2 separate regions of the Mus musculus genome follow, and region 1 is linked to region 2. Evidence: chromatin contacts called from public HiChIP or PLAC-seq data. All regions are on one chromosome and are shown on one strand. The core of a region is the stretch at or near the end of the contact, and the rest is flanking DNA. Distances in the headings are between cores, read along the strand shown.

Region 1 (4,908 bases), core at 1,272-3,771, 68 kb after region 2:
CCGCTGGCTTGGGATCAGACCAGAATATTCTCACCGCTCCTGGAAGTCAGTCTCCGGGCATCATGTTCTAGTCTGTGAAATGAGACCCATGGCTATCATGGTCTGGCTGATCCCATCCTTGCTTTTTTGTTTTACTTGTTGTTGTTGTTGTTGTTGTTGTTGTTGTTGTTGTTGCTGCTGCTGCTGCTGCTGCTGCTGCTGCTGCTGCTGCTGCTGCTGCTGCTGCTGCTGCTGCTGTTTTCGGCACTGGGAATGGAACCCAGGATTTACTACCATGTCCTGGGCAAGTGCTCTTCCACAGAACCACACCTCCCGCACCGTGGAAATGTGGATGTATGGCAAAACCACACAAATTGGTGTGTGGTTTCCTGGGCTGTACAGAAGCAGCGACACCTATTATGGGTCTACCATGACGCCAGGTTGGTTAGAGGCGGTGCTGTTTAGGGTCAGAACCAGTGACTGCTGTTCTCATGATCATACACAGTGTATAGATCAGAAAGGGTGTGTGGCTCACCAAAGGTCACTCAGGAACTCGATAGTCAACGGTGGGTTTGGAACCACTGTCACAGTTCAGCTCAATATGGCCTGGGGGTTTTCCAGGTGCCCCTGAGCCAGGCAGGGACTGGGCACATGGAGGGTGGAAGATACTACATACAAGATAGTATGTATCATCAAGATAAAACATGATACATTCCCTGGGTATGGTAGACAGTACATACAAGATAGTATGTATCATCAAGGCCCAATCTTGATACCCTCCACCCTTTCTGGGTGTGCTATGGTTGAAGAAGAAAACAGAGTCACAGGTACCCTTCTCAAGGCAAGATTCTTCCACCCTCCCTCTGAGTCTTTCTGGAGAGCGTGGATTGCAGGGGTGGGGGATGGAAGTGGGGAGGAGGACCCTGAACAGGGAGTACTACCTGAGCCCACATCCCCAGAGGCTCCTCTGAGCTGGCCTCTGTTGGGGTCATGTATTGTTTCTTCCTCCTCATTCTTGTCTTTCCCCCTAATGGCAAGAGTTGCTAGTCATGTGGGGGTCGGGGTAAATGTGCATGGACCCGTGTTGTGTATGTGGGGGATTTTTGTGCATCTTACTACATTCTGAAAACAAATGTATGGGAGGGACATCACTGCCATTGCTGTCTGGGCGAGGAGACCAGGGCTCAGAGCATGCCTGGGGAGTGAGGGTGTCAGGAAAGCACTCCTCTCTAGGTTCTAGCCTGAGCTCAGCCACCACTCTTCTGGGGCACCTTGGGTGAGTAACAGGCCCTCCCTTGGCTTCAGTCACCCCTTAGTGTAAGTATCTCTATCCTACGATCATCGGTTTCTCCCACATTCCTGTTCCTTGGATTGTGGCTGGCCAGGAGGACTAGAAGCCCGCCATCTGGATGCACTGTAGGCCCTCCTGCCTTTGGATCCCCAAAGAAAGAAGAGGCGTAGGGTAGGTCCGTCTTCTGAGCCTCAACAGCCATCAGAGCTGTGACAGCAGTGGCCTTGCAGAACACTGACCAAGCTTAGTGGCACCAAGACTAGAGGTTACTAGCAGGCACCATGGCCTCCTTGAGCCTGGAGAGCTAGCTGCAACTCCAGAAACATCTTCCTCCTGTGGTAAGGGTGGCTCTGAGCTCGAGATGGTATCTAGAGCCTGTTGTAGCCTTGGAGACTCTGAGTTTGGGGGAGACCTGTTTGCCTCAAAATGCAAATAGCACTGAGCAATAGCTGACAAAACCTGAGTTCTTCCTGAGAACCAGGAGCCATATTAATGCAAATCTCTGTCCTATGAGATAGTTTTATTATCTCATGTACACAGGCAGAGCAGAACTGTCACATCTCAACGACATGAGTGTGTGCTGCAGAACAGAAACCCTCATGTTCCTAAGTTGACCTTGGTGACTCTATCACGCAGGGCTAGGGTCCCAGGGCCACTGAAGCCACCTTTGGCTCCAGGCAATGGGAGTTCCTCTCTGGCTGAGATTCCTGGGTGAAGGTGGAACATAATGACTTATGGGTGATTAACTGCAAGAAAGCAAGCCCAAGACCTTTTGCCTTGGAAATTTGTCCCAGGCCAGCCAGTTGTTTTCCATCCTCTTCCAGAAGAAAGACCATCCAGTCCGCGGAAAGGCAGCGCCCACATTTCCTCACAGTTTGGGGTAAGGCATTGCCCCTTCCTTGGCCAGCCTTTTAGTCAAAGAGAAGGTCACTGGACACAGCCTCCTCTGCAGGAACTGGTGCTGGTGGTCATTGTGGGGGCTGGGGCAGCCCTGAGGCAGCTCCATGGGGTAACTGAGGAAAAAACGAGGAAAACAGAGACGTCAATCCTTATCTGGAGTCCATTAATGAGGAGAACATTAGTCAGCTGTGAAAGCTAAGATGGGGTGATAGGCCTTCGGGTGGGCAGGAGCAGGGATGGGGGCAAGTCCGCCATGGGGGAGCACAGGGTTGGCAGGAACGCCTCCTCCACCCCACGTGCCCAGGTCTACGATAGGAAGGCCCTATAAGTGCCCACAGTCTAGCCTCTCCGGAGGCCCAGAGGAAGAGAGAAGAGAAAGAGAGAGGGAGGGAGGAAGAGCCACCCCCGTGGCCCAGACCACTGGCCAGCGCTCAGAAGGCCGAGCAGCATGTGGGAACTCCGGTCCATAGCGTTCTCCCGAGCGGTGCTGGCCGAGTTCCTGGCCACGCTCCTTTTCGTCTTCTTTGGCCTTGGCTCAGCCCTCCAGTGGGCCAGCTCCCCACCCTCTGTGCTCCAGATTGCCGTGGCCTTTGGTCTGGGCATTGGCACCCTGGTTCAGGCTCTGGGCCATGTCAGCGGGGCCCACATCAACCCTGCTGTGACTGTGGCGTGCCTGGTGGGTTGCCATGTCTCCTTCCTTCGAGCTGCCTTCTACGTGGCTGCCCAGCTGCTGGGGGCCGTGGCCGGGGCCGCCATCCTCCATGAGATTACCCCTGTAGAAATCCGCGGGGACCTGGCTGTCAATGCTGTGAGTAGCCCGAGTTTCATCCCTTCTGGGAGGGGCAGACACTGAAAACCCTTGTGAGGGGTGAGGTGGGTGGGACAGACTCTGAGCAGGGGGGTGGGGGAGTAAACAGAGAGCCGAAGGCCAGGAACACAGCTACCCAAGGAGAGCAACAGAGTCACCCGGAGCATCGAGTGTGGGGCCTTCCACCCAGCACCACCAAGGAAAAGCAGCCTCGGTTTCTGTTAGACTCCATAGGAGGACTAGGCTAGACTGTAGCAGGACACAGCAACCTAGCACAGACAGGCCTTTGGGCCCTCGGGGACTCCAGGGAGCAGCGGCAAGGATCTAGAGAGGAAGGGATGAGACATCCCAGCAGCACTGAGCATGGGAGGACTGGATAGGGCCCCTCACAAGGCAACTGCTGACAGCTCTGTGTCTGGGGGCAGGTTCCAAGCAGGGAGCGCCGCTAATCCCCCAGACCCTGATTCAACCACAAAACCCATAATCTCTGCCTCAACCAACTATCTGAGGTGCCATATGGGCTTTGTCTCACCAACCAAGAAGCAGACTTGGAAAGGGAGACGGGAGATCAGATGTGCTCATGTGTTAATATCGGAAGTTCCAGAACCTAGCAGAAGCCTGCTGGAAGAGACTCTTGGAGTCTGCCTTCCTGTTATAATGGTGAACAGCACCTGGGGCACTTTGAGAGTTGAGGGTGAAGCCCTGGTCTCCACGCTCTGCAGATCTAGAAATCTGGGGACCCCTTCAGCACAGCACGCACTCTGTACCCCAAACCAGGAAAGCAGGTGCCTCTCAGGCCTCCTCCTTGTCCTTCATTTCTCCCCTGCCTCAATCCCTTGGCCCTGCCCACACCCCCCTCTGCACGTGGCTTTGCTCATGAGAGGGACGGAGGCCCTCGGGTGAGTGAGCACCCTTTTCAAAAAATCAGAAACCATGGTGAGGCTGGACACCTAGAGCCAAAGAGGAACAAGGGGCCTGCTGAGGGGTGGAGTGTTAGCCATGTCTATTAGAAAATAAATGAGCTTGTTTTACAACAGGGAGACACGCAGCTAGTCAAAGAACCCCCTGAAAACATACCGTAGGCTTTCTCTAGCAGTAAGGTGCTGGGAGCACTAAAGCCCTGGAGAATAGCCACCCCTGGTTCCCCCACCATATCCGAGCCTACCCAACCCTCAGCACCAAAGGCCGTTTCTCTGCATTGACCCACCTTAACTGGTAGAGGGGCCCCTGCCTGTCTGGAATAAGGCATCAGAGGGCCCATTTGCCCTGAGGCTAGTCAGAGACCAGTCAGGTGTTCTCTGAGGATGCTATCAAGAGTCAGTTTGGACCCCAGGAAGCTGCCACCAATGGATAGCGTCCCTGTGCCAAGCCACATACTATCCTATCCTTGGTAGACCACTGTAAGTTTAGTTCTGAGGTCTCCCCTTCCCTATATGGTTTTAATCCAGCATTCAGTAGATGCAAAGCATGGAAGCAATAAACAGTATCATCCAGGGACAGCCTGGGGTTGTGTGACACCAGACTCACACCTACACCATCAGTCTCTGAGCAGCATTGCCAGCAAGAGTGGGGCTAGAGGCTTGTCCTTGTCACCCTCGGTCTTCCAGGATTGGTTTTATTGTCCACATTTGTGCAGAATGAGACACCGAGACCACAGCAGATAGACTCCTCGCTCTAAGAGGCTTGTAGCAGAGTAGAGGCCGATGCTAGACCCCAGAAAGACCTTGAAGCACCATGCAAGGAGCTCAGGACCTAGAGGAGTGTGGGAGTTGAAAGTTGTCATCGATCCACCCCGTGCAGTGCTCAGTCCCAGAGGGCAGGGTGTGGGGCGCAGGATGACAAAACCCGGAGAGAAATGCAGCGCTGGGTGCGGCCAGGTTATGAAATGGCCTCTGAGCTCAGCCCCAAATTCTCTTCTTTTCTGCGGTAG
Region 2 (4,601 bases), core at 2,035-4,534:
TCCATGCTGACACAAGAATCTAGCAGAGAAGTCAACACATGAAACACATGATGATGAAGATGGTGGTTGTTGGTGATGACGATGGTGGTGGTGGTGATGAAGAGGACAGAGGAGGTTTATCCTCTCCCCAGGTGACCACAGAGGCACTGGACACCAGTTTCAGGACACCTTGGCCCTGGGTCACCTGGGCCTGGACCTGTGCTTAACTGGCTGCGAGACTTTACCAAATTCACAATTTAACACCCAAGGCCTCGAGTGTGCAAGGCAGTTCTTAGAACAATGTCAGCCTTGCCTCCTTCCCTGTGTTGTAGTAAGACGTAACGAAGCAATAAGCATGAAAATGTTATACAGAGAGCTATGGGTGGGACAGGCGGCCGGGATTATTCTTATTATTCTAATAACACGAGGGATTATTGAACAGATTCAAAGGCTTAGCATCCAGCCAACCCTACCTGCCTTCACGCTTGCTGCAACCTGACCCTCAGGAAGCAAAGTGCACGCCCTGGTCCTCCACAGGCTGTCTTCCAACTCCACCGGCTTCCCTTGCTCGGGCCTGCCTCTTCTGCTCCCTGCCATGGCTGCTCTCTGCAGCCTCCTGATACTACTGCCCGGGGCTGGTGGCCCTGATTTCTGCTCTCTTCCTTTCTCCCATGCCGATCCCCCTCCAATTCTCTGAGATTGCTCTTTTGCTTGAGAAAATATGACGTGGAAGGAGGAACACTGGTCCAGGAGTCAGGAGAAGTGGGTATCCTGGGGTAAGTGGGTATCCTGGGGTAAACAGCCATCTCACTTTATTTAGGACGTAGGGTTCCCAAGAAGTGGGGTTCCCCACTGACACAGGGAATGTGTAACCTGGCAGCCGAGTCTTGAGCCATACTTGTTGACTTGCGGGGAACCTTACACCAGTGGTTCTCAGCCTTTCGAATGCTGCGGCCCTTTACTGCAGTTCCTTCTGTGATTGTAACCCCCTACCCCAACACAAAATTATTTCCATTGCTACTTCATAACTGTAACCTTGCTACTGTTTTGAATCATGATGTAAGTATCTGATACACAGGAAATCTCTTATAGTTGACCCTCATTAAAGGGTCGTTCAACCCCCAAAGGGCCCGTGACCCACAGGTTGAGAACCACTGTCTCAGCCTATTCGTCTGATCTATCTAGATGTTGGTTTTCACACCCGTAAGAGGGGGTTTGCTGTGTCTAGCTCTTCTGGTCCTTATGTTCCTTGACTAGGTGGCCTTGGGCCATTTAACAATATTCACCCAGTGCTTCTGGTAATCATGAAGAGACCCACAGGGAGCCGCCACAGACCTGACATATTCACCCAAACACTGTTCTTCCTCCACCCAAACAGGGCTCTTAGTTCTGACCAAGACTTCTGGGCAGGTAGCAAAGCACTTCACACATAGTAGATGCTCAATAAAGACCCATGAATGATGAGCCCCTAAGCCCAGCACAGCTCTACCCTGCCTTGACCCTTGTCTGACCTCACTTCTCTCACCTGTCATGTTCCCCTTGATACCTGACAGAGAGGATGACTGGATGGCTCTGCCCATCCTCTGCCCAAGTCCCAGCCAGGAGAAGTTCCTTCTCTCTTAGGGACCTCAGGGACTGGAAATGGCACCAAATAGGCACAGTGCAACTGAGGCTTGGTCCCAGATCTGACCGTTACTGACAACTCTGTAACCCTAGGGCTTCCGATGAAGAAGGTGCTTGGCTTTGCTTACTTTCAGACAGGGTCCCCTGTGGCCTCAAACTCTCTTAAGTAGCCAAGAATGACTCTGAACTTCTAATCCTCCTGCCTCCTCTTCCCAGATGCTAGTTTTATGGGTGAGTACCGCCATGGTGGGTGGGTGGAGAATGGATGAGGCAATTCTTACATCAGCGCTGTCTACCTCACGGGATACGTTGGACATTCTTTGAGTCTCTGGAATTTGTGATAAACCTGGGACTGTAGCTACTTAGTGTAGTTGAGCAAACGAAGAGAGAAAGAGAGAGAGAGAGAGAGAGAGAGAGAGAGAGAGAGAGAGAGAGAGATCCAGCCATTGATTCACTGGCAAGAGATATCTCTTTGCATGGCTTCCCATGATGTCATGGACACCTGGCGTGTCTCTTGGGTGTTCCTGAGGCACATATTCAGGTGCTTGGGGTCCACCTGACTCAAGGATATGTGGGGCTGCCTTGGGCAGGCATCTGTCCATCTTTGGCCACGTAGCCTGGGTATCTGCTTCTAGGCACTTTCCACCCGGCCTCTGGAACCAGATATCCAAGTTCCCAGCTTGATCCTACCATGTCCTAAAATGACCTCAATACGTTATCTGACATCTCTGGACTTCCTCTTCACTGTGATCGCAGAAGAGTGGGACCTATCTGCTAGGTGTGGTGTGTGAATTAAGAACAAAAGAGAGCCGGCTGAGGGACAGTGAGTGCTGGATAAATATTAGCTGAGCCCCAGGTGTGGTGCATGCCTATAATACCAGGCTCTAGACACTGAGGTGGGAGGATCGAAAGTTCAAGGCCACTTTGTTTATAAAAGACAAATAAGTATATACGTACGTAAAGAAGTGAATTAGCTATCACTGTTAACTGAATTTGGTAAGAACAGCAAAGAAAGAGGTCCTTCTGATGGAGACTTTCGCCAGGTATGGGAATCTTCCCAGACTGCTCTAGGATTTACTAATTTGGTCCCCACAGCCAGATATCCCTGTGCTCTGCCAGAATGACCCGTCTTCTTAGTCCTGGTCACCTAATCCCCTCTGGCCACCAGCTTCTACCCTGATGTTCTCCTGATGTTGCCCTGCTCAGAGAGTCTATCTTGGACACAAGACAGAATTCCCTGCCTGAGCACGGCACCAGCCCTACCCTAGGATGCTGCCGAAAGGTTCCATAGAGACCATAAGGAAGACACAGGGTGGAAGGGTCTGAGGAGAGAATCACAAAGCTGAGATGGTGGCCCCAGGAGCTGGGCCAAACTCACCAACGTGAACACACCCGCTCCCAGTACAGCATAGACCGCGTGGAGCCAGGGGACCTGTGGGAGAGGAAAGATTGGCTTAGCACACAGCTGGCTGGCGGAGGTGCCAGAAGTTGGGGCAGGGCTCAGTCCTGAGAATGGAAGAACAGGGGTAGCTCCTCTCTAAGAAGGCCGGGTCTGAGAGAGGCTGTGATTCTTGGGGAGCTCCCAGTGGTTCCCACAGGGGCTTCCCACAGACCTGACATGTCTTTCCTTGGAGCACAGCCCCAGGCTCAGGCTGGCCAAGTGCGACTCATCCTGTTTGCCAGTCATTCCCTCAGCCTGGGTCTGGCTCTAGGCTCCTCCTCAGGTTGCCAAATCATCCCTGCTCTATCTGGGGTCTGTCTGTTCCTCACAGAGAGCTCTCTGTCTCTGCCTTGGAAGCAAGAGCTCAGGTGGAGGGGCTGGAGAGACGGACGGCTCAGTGGTTGAGAGCACTGACTGCTCTTCCGAAGGTCCTGAGTTCAAATCCCAGCTCACAACCATCTGTAATGAGCTGTCTTCAGACACACCCCTCTTCTGGTGTGTCTGAAGACAGCTACAGTGTACTTACATAAAATAAATATATTATTTGTGTAATATAATATTTATAATATAATAAAACATTTGTATAATATAATAATAAATAAATCTTTGGCCCGGAGAGAGCAGGGCTGGAGTGAGCAGAGGTCCTGAATTCAATTCCCAGCAATCACATGATGGCTCACAATGGTATGCTCATAAACATAAAATAAAAATAAATTTTGGGAAAAAAAAAGAGCTCAGGTGGAAAAAGTCAGCCAGGGTGGGTATGGAAGTGGAGGCATCTGGAGTCTCTGCCAGAGGGCCATGATGGCCCTGCCTCTGGAGGCCAGAGCAGCACCTTTCCGGCCTGTGCTCACCCCCACTGTGAACGCAAACAGTCACAAGTATAAGGTGCATTACCCTTTGTGGATCCCTTCCAGAAACCTTTCTAGAAGGTTCCTGGAAACAAAGGCATCCCATCAGCTCAACGTGGGTCAATAAAGGGTGCTTTGAAGTTCTAGGACTCCTTCCTGTAGCCCCCTCCCATCCTAGAGACACAGAGGCCCCCAGGCCAGCTCTGGCCCCTCCCTTCGTCAACAGGATCCTGGGAAGAGCCAAGGAGTCAATCTAGACATCCTAGACTTGATGCCAACTGCCCAGAGGCTGGGGCTGGGCAGCATGGAAGTGTGTTAGAGGGGATAAGGAATACCCTCCAACCCTGGCAGACAAGAGGCCATGGGAGACCAGCTACCGGATGTGGCCGGAGAGAATATTGTTGAGTCCCTAATAGATCCAACTAGTTCTTTCCTGTGTTCTTAGGATTTGAACCACCTGTCACGTCTCCAATCTGTTCCCCAGCATTGGTGGCTTCAGCTCCTACCCAGTAGGCACTCCTTTGGGCAGGCAGGATGCCAATCGGAGTCCCTGGAAGAGCCCTCCGGTGGGTGGGCATTTGTGAGATGGGGTGGGGAATCTGCTCCTACGCCGCCGTGGTCAATTCCCCTCCTGCACGGCTAGCCAAATTCTGCCTCTTTGGACTTAGCTGGTCCCCCAGGAGTGCCCCTGAGCCTGCAGGACCCTG

The links. HiChIP or PLAC-seq counts read pairs in DNA pulled down with a chosen protein or histone mark.
Region 1: a contact with region 2 is called in an H3K27ac HiChIP or PLAC-seq map of a colorectal cancer cell line, with 8 times the contacts expected there. The contact joins the promoter of Aqp2 here to the enhancer-like site in region 2. A contact is called at or near these places in 16 of 39 promoter capture datasets (the C10 cell line, the HPC-7 cell line, HPC-7-derived erythroid cells and 8 more), 1 of 15 datasets of contacts at CTCF or cohesin (the NIH/3T3 cell line), 31 of 484 Hi-C or Micro-C datasets (8-cell embryo, the BV-2 cell line, the G1E-ER4 cell line and 16 more), 18 of 115 datasets of contacts at active chromatin or transcription factors (the 230-238 cell line, SST interneurons, VIP interneurons and 12 more) and 4 of 9 other capture datasets (adipose tissue, liver, macrophages and 1 more).

Annotation. Positions count from the first base shown.
Region 1 is chr15:99,576,535-99,581,442 of GRCm38.p6, forward strand. It overlaps Aqp2 (aquaporin 2), which reads left to right and starts at 2,522. Exons shown (of 4, transcript NM_009699.3): 1 at 2,522-2,978. The coding sequence starts at 2,619. It overlaps Gm34765 (a long non-coding RNA gene), which reads right to left. Exons shown (of 5, transcript XR_875660.2): 4 at 2,040-2,283; 5 at 1-246.
Region 2 is chr15:99,507,602-99,512,202 of GRCm38.p6, forward strand. Faim2 (Fas apoptotic inhibitory molecule 2) reads right to left here. Exons shown (of 12, transcript NM_028224.4): 11 at 2,981-3,034. Among named protein-coding and RNA genes, the nearest start is that of Faim2, 18 kb to the right of the region's middle. Within about 2 kb of position 3,285, at least 35 of the 459 cell types and tissues checked have an H3K27ac peak or open chromatin away from gene starts, as enhancers often do. A contact at or near this core is called in the NIH/3T3 cell line, adipose tissue, a colorectal cancer cell line and 3 more, where this site is marked.